Linked DNA regions of Danio rerio: region 1 is linked to region 2. A link is a contact called in public HiCAR-type data. All regions are on one chromosome and are shown on one strand. The core of a region is the stretch at or near the end of the contact, and the rest is flanking DNA. Distances in the headings are between cores, read along the strand shown.

Region 1 (3,257 bases), core at 159-2,658, 150 kb before region 2:
AGTCAGAGACCTTAAAAACCTGCAAATGATAAATAAATAATCCAGACTCAACCTTGTGTATGCTCTTGATGTGACTATTGTGAATGATCACATTGCGATATCGATCTGAAACTATATATTGTGCAGCCCTAGTTACTAGTACTTGTTATTGATTCCATGTCTGCAAAACTAAATGAACGATTAATTACTAATCAATATCGAATTCAATTGAAATCAAAACAATTTGAGGAATATTGAGTAATACTGGATTTGAATCACCTGATTGGCTGCAATTCCCAGCCTTACTGTGCATTCTGATTGAATATATATATATATATATATATATATATATATATATATATATATATATATATATATATATATATATATATAAACAATCTACAGCACAAGCATAGATACATGCAATAAAGAAAAAGATGCAGCTGTGTTTTTTTCATGTGCTCCTAAGAGTCTAGCAGTACTCGGGTATACAGTAGTTGGATAATCAAATGTAAAATAATAATGCGTAGTCTTTGTTGTAAATATAAATAATGCAGTAAAAATGTAAATAATTAATCGTTATTAAAGTTACAAACAGTACAGTTTTTTATGCATGAATGCTTTTTAAAATCCTCATACAGTCAGACCTTAAAAATAATCCAGACTCAACCTTGTGTGTGCTCTCGATGTAACTATTGTTAATGATCACATTGCGATATCGATGCTGAAATGATATATTCAGGGTTCATGACCCTGGAAAGCTGGAAAAGTCATGGAAGTTTGTCAAGTCATTTTCCAGGCCAGGAAAAGTTTTGGAAAAACAAATAAACCCAAAATGTTTTGGAAAAGTCATGGAGATTAAAGTCTTATGAAAACAGAGACCAACATTTCTCCAATATTTTTCATACAGACATCAAGATAATTTCTAAAAACTATTTTACTGATATAAAAACAAGCAAATTACATAGATTGTTTCACATTTTTTGATATGCTGTAATTAATTTAACCGTGCGTTTTGTCTTATTTACCTTGTGTATGTAGACATTTTTTGACTTTCTTACCTGAAGGTAACGTCATGGAAATGTCCTGTAATTTTAGTAGTAAAATGTGTATGAACCCTGTATATTGTGCAGCCCTAGTTCAATTGAATTATACCATGCGAATAATACTGAATATGGAACTGAATCAGCTGATTGGCTGCAATTCCCAGCTTTACTGTGTGCTCTGGTTGATTCTCATAGACCCTGTTTCCAGCTGGTCAAATTTTTCAAAAGTAAAGCGTTGAAATGAATTGAATCCAGTTTATATAAAGGTAATGCGCTGAGAGTGGCACACAAGAGAGGGGAGATGAATTTGAAAGCTCCATGTCTGCTGCGCTAACCACCTCTCTTATCTCTGTCAAACGGCTCTGTTGCCATGGTGTTGCCAAGGCTACCGTAGTGTTAGCACAACAGTAATGGGGTGTTGTGACGGTAACCCCAGCTGCAACTGTGAAGATTGTGCAGGATTTTTTTTCCCCAGGAAAGGGATTACATGCAACATGTGCACCCACAGCCTAATGCGCATGCACTCGCAATCACACGGCGACTCTCAAAGGGCTCTCACAAGAGCACGGATCAACATAGTTACAATGCTGTGCATGCCAAACATAATGTACTCCTGCTCTAGGGTTTCTTCTTGATTAGGATTATTACAGTGTCCTCCACTAATATTGGTAAATATGAGCACATGAGGTCGTAAAAATTCTTTATTGTTTAACCTCACTCAAAAAAATAACTCAATTTAATTGAGGGCAGGATTTCCATCCAATAAATTAGTTTTCCACTAACTAAAAAAAAACTATTTACACAATTAAATGCAATTGAGTTGGTCCAACATAATTTTATCAAATAAGTTTAAAACATTTGTATATTTACTTTATTTAAACTCAAAGGTCTCATAATATCATGTATGTCGAATATGTCAAAGTCTCAGTTTTATTTTAAGTTATCCTAAATTAACTAAAAGAGACATTTTTAAGCATATACAGTTACGGTTACGAGCTACATGTACAGATTACTGAGACTGATCTCAGAACTATTTTAGAACAGTTATTGCTCACTGAGCAAAGCAACAAACTGCAGTTTTGCTAATTAAGCTGCTACACCCAAAGCATGGGTGCTTCTGCAAGGTGGTAATCTCAAAACTCAAAGCATTACTTGAAAATCTTTTACATTTTCAAACTAAAGTGAAGATTAAACTAACAAGTCTTTTAATTAACTTTAAACACCTAAGATTACTTTTAGTGTTAACATTTCCCTTTCTTAATTCAATCTCACGCAAAGCATGCTGGGAATTACAGGTCCTTTAGGAATTACCAGGTAGTTGGATCAACACAATTCCTTCATGTTGTCCTAACACAAAACGCTTATGTTAACTTAGTGGTTTAAAAAATTGGACTGAACATAAACCATATAAAATGGACAAAGAAATTACAAGAATTGTGTTGTTTAAGCTCATTTTAAACAGGTAGTTTGAACAAGCTGTGAAATAAAGATATTTTTAAAAATATTTTCAAAGTGATTTTTTAACAGAGCAAAGAAATTATCACAGTATTTCTTATTTAAAACAATTATGGAGAAAGTATTTGTTTTTTATTTTGAACAAAAGCACTTTTAAAATGTTGTAAATAAATTTTTAAGCTCAGTACTATTAATAAACCCCCTTAAGAAGTTTTTCCCGATTGTCTTTTGAGAAAGCCACAGTTATCCAATTGATCTGCCTAATAATTAACCTAGTTGAGCCTTTAAATTGCACTTTAAGCTAAATACTTGTATCTTGCAAAACTATTTGAATATTATGCACTGACATCATGGTAAAGACAAAGGAATTAGTTATTAGAAATTATTTCTTAAAACTGTTATGTTTAAAAGCCTCTCCATTAAACAGCACTTCTATGTTTTTAATATATAAGAGAAATATTTTTTAAAAGAATTACTGTTTCATAGGAGAACTAATTGCCAGTTTCCACTCTGTATGCATCGATTCGGTGCGCTTTTATGGCTCTTTCCACTGTCTAAAAGCTTTTTGGGTACCCTTTCTAAAGGGTACTTAACACAATGAAAGGGTACCAAAAGGTGGAGCAAGATGCACAAGCAGGAGAATAAAAACAAAGGAAGCGCCATTTTCAAATACACAGCCAAGACATTACACCGTAATAATACATACATATAATAAACAAATACTGCTTGCCGCGCATCGACATTTGAAATAACAAACGTCTTGAGCTGATGATAATA
Region 2 (3,503 bases), core at 611-3,110:
TATTATTAGTTTTAGGTGTTTTTTGTGCATTTTTGGTGGGTTTTAGACAGCTTTTGGGCTGGAAAACTTGCGTTATATATCTGGCAACACTGATCGTCAAAAATGTTGTTTTACAAAAAAGCTTTTTTTAAATGTCTGTTTGTCACCTACCTATTCACACAAAATAAAAAATCCAACTCAAAATGAAATATATATATACATATACTGTATACACACACACACACACACAAATTAAGAGACGATATTTACAGTTTTTCTTAGTTGTTTACACACAATTACTTGTACTTCAGACACAATGACTAAAACAACTGATGCACCAACCCCCTGAACCAATTCTGCTGCAAGCAGAACTTTACTCTCAAATTGCAGGTTTAAAACACACTTTTTTCATGCCGAAAATCTCGTTTTCACAAGGAACACACTGTCATTCAAAATTGTAAGGTCAGTTGCCCTACTTTGCATACTAACTCATCACATGAGTAAACACCTGTCACACAGAATTGCAACTTAGAAATCAGAGCTATGACTGGTTCACTGCCCACCCATGTTCCCTACATATTCTGCATTTCTCAGTTGGGGAATTTTTTTCTGCCTGGGGATGAAAAGTTTATGACCAAAATCCACTTTTTTTTTTTTTACTATAACTGTATTCTGTAAATCCTTCTGTTGATGGCATATGTAGACCACGTTAGTGCATCTTTGTGTTGGTTGGGAGAAACACTGTGTACATGGTTTTTGTAGTTAAAAATACAGTAAAACATATTCAGCACAGTGTATTTTGTATAAAAACAATTTTCTGAAATATCTTACAATGCACTTATGTAAGCATATGCACTGTCTGTAGTAAGTGTAACACTGAACCAAAAAAAGGCTTAAAGTAAGATGAAGAGAAGTGGTCATAGCGTTTTACATTAAGCACATAGGTGATCAACCGGGTCTTATAAATGTCTATTGATGTGATGGTTTGTGTGTCATCTAAAAACAAAATACCATTTAAAAAAAGTAATTACATTGTTTTGAATGTAAAGTTTAATTTTGCAGGAGAATTGAAGGGTTTTGCCCAATGTGTGTGTGTTTTGATTAGTGTGTAGAGTTCTGACAATATGAGATATGCTTTCAGAAAATGTGTAAACAATTGGGGGAAACTGAAACACTTGATGTTTTCTATTGTAAAACATTAAAAATTGGAGCTTCCAAATTGAATGTAGATCTAGCTTGTATGATTAATTCGCATGATATGCTGTGTTTTGTGATGAGCAGACCCATTCAAACTCATTTAAATACCAAACTTGACAGCCTCAGTCCCTATTCACGTTCATTGTAAAATAATAATAATAATAGCCGTACTTTCCAGCACAAACCAGCAGATCTTATATTCCGCCTAACAACTTTCTTTTGTGTTCAACAGAAGGCAATCATTCAGGTTTAGACAGACTTGAGGGTGAGTAGATGACACAATTTTCCTTTTTTGTGCCCATTGTTAAAGTGTTTGATGTGTATTATAGACAGCCTTCAACAATACACATTTATTTTCTACTTTCTCTCTCTCTCTCCTCTCTCTCTTTCTCCCTCTTCCCACTCATGAAGCTTTGTTTGTGGTTTTTCTCATTCAGCACAGCACCACTGAGCTCATCTTTACAGAAATTTATCGCTCCAAGTCCCCCTCCCTCGCTCATTTCTCATCAAAGAGACAGAAAGCCACCTTGTTTTGACCCTTTTCCGCCAAAACTACTTTCAAAAGACGCTTTTACCCCATTCACACACCATCTTGTCGACGAGACGCGATCTGCAAGAGCAATGTTGTTTATGACGGTTTTGATTTTCCACGCTCTCTAGCTGTCGTCACGCTGTTTTGTGTTGTTAGCTGCTGACCCCTAGTGGTGACTGCGCGGCATTACGCGACCAAAGATAAAAACAGCATCAGTTTCTCCTCGCTGGGAAGGATAAATATTACTTCTAGATATGTAACGTGTTGCTATGGAGATGGACTCACGGTCTTCTTTACCGAGATGATCGGAGGACACCAGCAGCAGCAGCGGCGTAAAGCAATGCGGCTCAGGTGACATTGTACTGAGTGGCGGACTGTTCCCATAGAAATAAGCGATGGTCGTTCCACGCCTGAAGCGCGCGCGCACGTAAAGCGTGAACGCTAATTTTGTCAATGGAACAACAGGTTTCGCGTGAGGAACAGGGGGGATTCAACGTGCATAGACTATGGCGAGCGAGTGAGAAGGTTAAACAGATATTACAGAAAAGAAATGTGTGCTGAATTTAAAACAATTCATTCTTCAATTCATTTTCCTTCAGCTTAGTCCCTTTATTAATGAAAAAAAGATGTATTAGTGATTTTTGTGTTGAATTTAAACAAATTAAATTTAGTAATGTTTAATTTGTTTGTTTAAATTCAGCCCAAATAAATTGTTGACAACCACTTAACTTAAAAAAAAAATGTAGTAAATCCAAGGATTCATCTTTGAATATTTTTTTCAGTGCATCAGTGTTCGCCGCAGTGGAATGAACTGCCAACTTATTCAGCATATGTTTTACATATACAAGGATGCCCTTACAGCTGCAACCCAGTACTGGGAAACATCCATACACTCTCATTCACACACATACAATTTGTTTAATTCACTTCACCTATACCGCATGGATTTGGACCCAGCGGAAACCCACACCAATATGCAAACTCCACACAGAAATGCCAACTGACCCAAACTCGAATTAGGGACCTTCTTGCTGTGAGGCGACTGTTCTAACCACTTAGCTACCGTGTCGCCCAAATTTAACACAATCTTGAACTTAAAATTAAAGGTTCTTTAATGCCATTGATGGTTCTAGATTGATTCCATATTTTTTTCCACTAAATGTTCTTTATTGTGGAAAAGGGTTATTTAGAAAATCAAAATGTTCTTTACACAATCACTCGGTGATTCTTTAACGTTTATTTTTAAGAGTAAAGTGTTTTTTAAAAATCTGATTTAATTTAAGACAGTTCTTGACATTTATCTAACTGTGATTGACTCTTAAACTGTAAAGCCACCAGACAAAAAAAACTATTCAGACTGTGTTGTTGTTTTATTTAAATTCAATGAGGTCTCAAAAACACCATACAGTGCTTGACAAAAATTATTGAAATGTGCTGTATGAAAGTGTTTGACTCTTCTAAAGCATAAAAATACCATAATATGTTTGCAGATATTTAAGAAACATGTCAAGTGTACATTCAAAAACACAGTGCTGAAAATGTGTTTTCCGTGCTGGAAATATATATATATATTAATATTTACTATTTTCCCAAGTGTATAAAACTACTGTAAGAAAATATCAGCATTTGCTACATACTTTCAGTATTATCTTTGCTTGAACTGACCCGATCTAATCCTGTTAATATGAATTAAGCTGCTCCCAACCAGGTTTAAGCTACCAGAACTGTTGCTATGACAACAACTCTCGGATCAGCTTTGAAGAACGAAGCAATCCTGGATCGTGTCGAATCTTCA

What was found. HiCAR-type assays count read pairs that join an accessible place to other places.
Region 1: a contact with region 2 is called in a HiCAR-type map of caudal fin, with 5 times the contacts expected there. The contact joins two enhancer-like sites. A contact is called at or near these places in 2 of 18 Hi-C or Micro-C datasets (caudal fin and an unstated tissue) and 3 of 4 datasets of contacts at active chromatin or transcription factors (caudal fin, embryo and gastrula embryo).

Annotation. Positions count from the first base shown.
Region 1 is chr1:10,284,987-10,288,243 of GRCz12tu, reverse strand. All of the region lies in intron 1 of grin2ab (glutamate receptor, ionotropic, N-methyl D-aspartate 2A, b), which reads left to right. Among named protein-coding and RNA genes, the nearest start is that of grin2ab, 69 kb to the left of the region's middle. Within about 2 kb of position 1,408, at least 4 of the 62 cell types and tissues checked have an H3K27ac peak or open chromatin away from gene starts, as enhancers often do.
Region 2 is chr1:10,135,413-10,138,915 of GRCz12tu, reverse strand. No RefSeq gene overlaps it. Among named protein-coding and RNA genes, the nearest start is that of hapstr1b, 11 kb to the right of the region's middle. Within about 2 kb of position 1,860, at least 24 of the 62 cell types and tissues checked have an H3K27ac peak or open chromatin away from gene starts, as enhancers often do.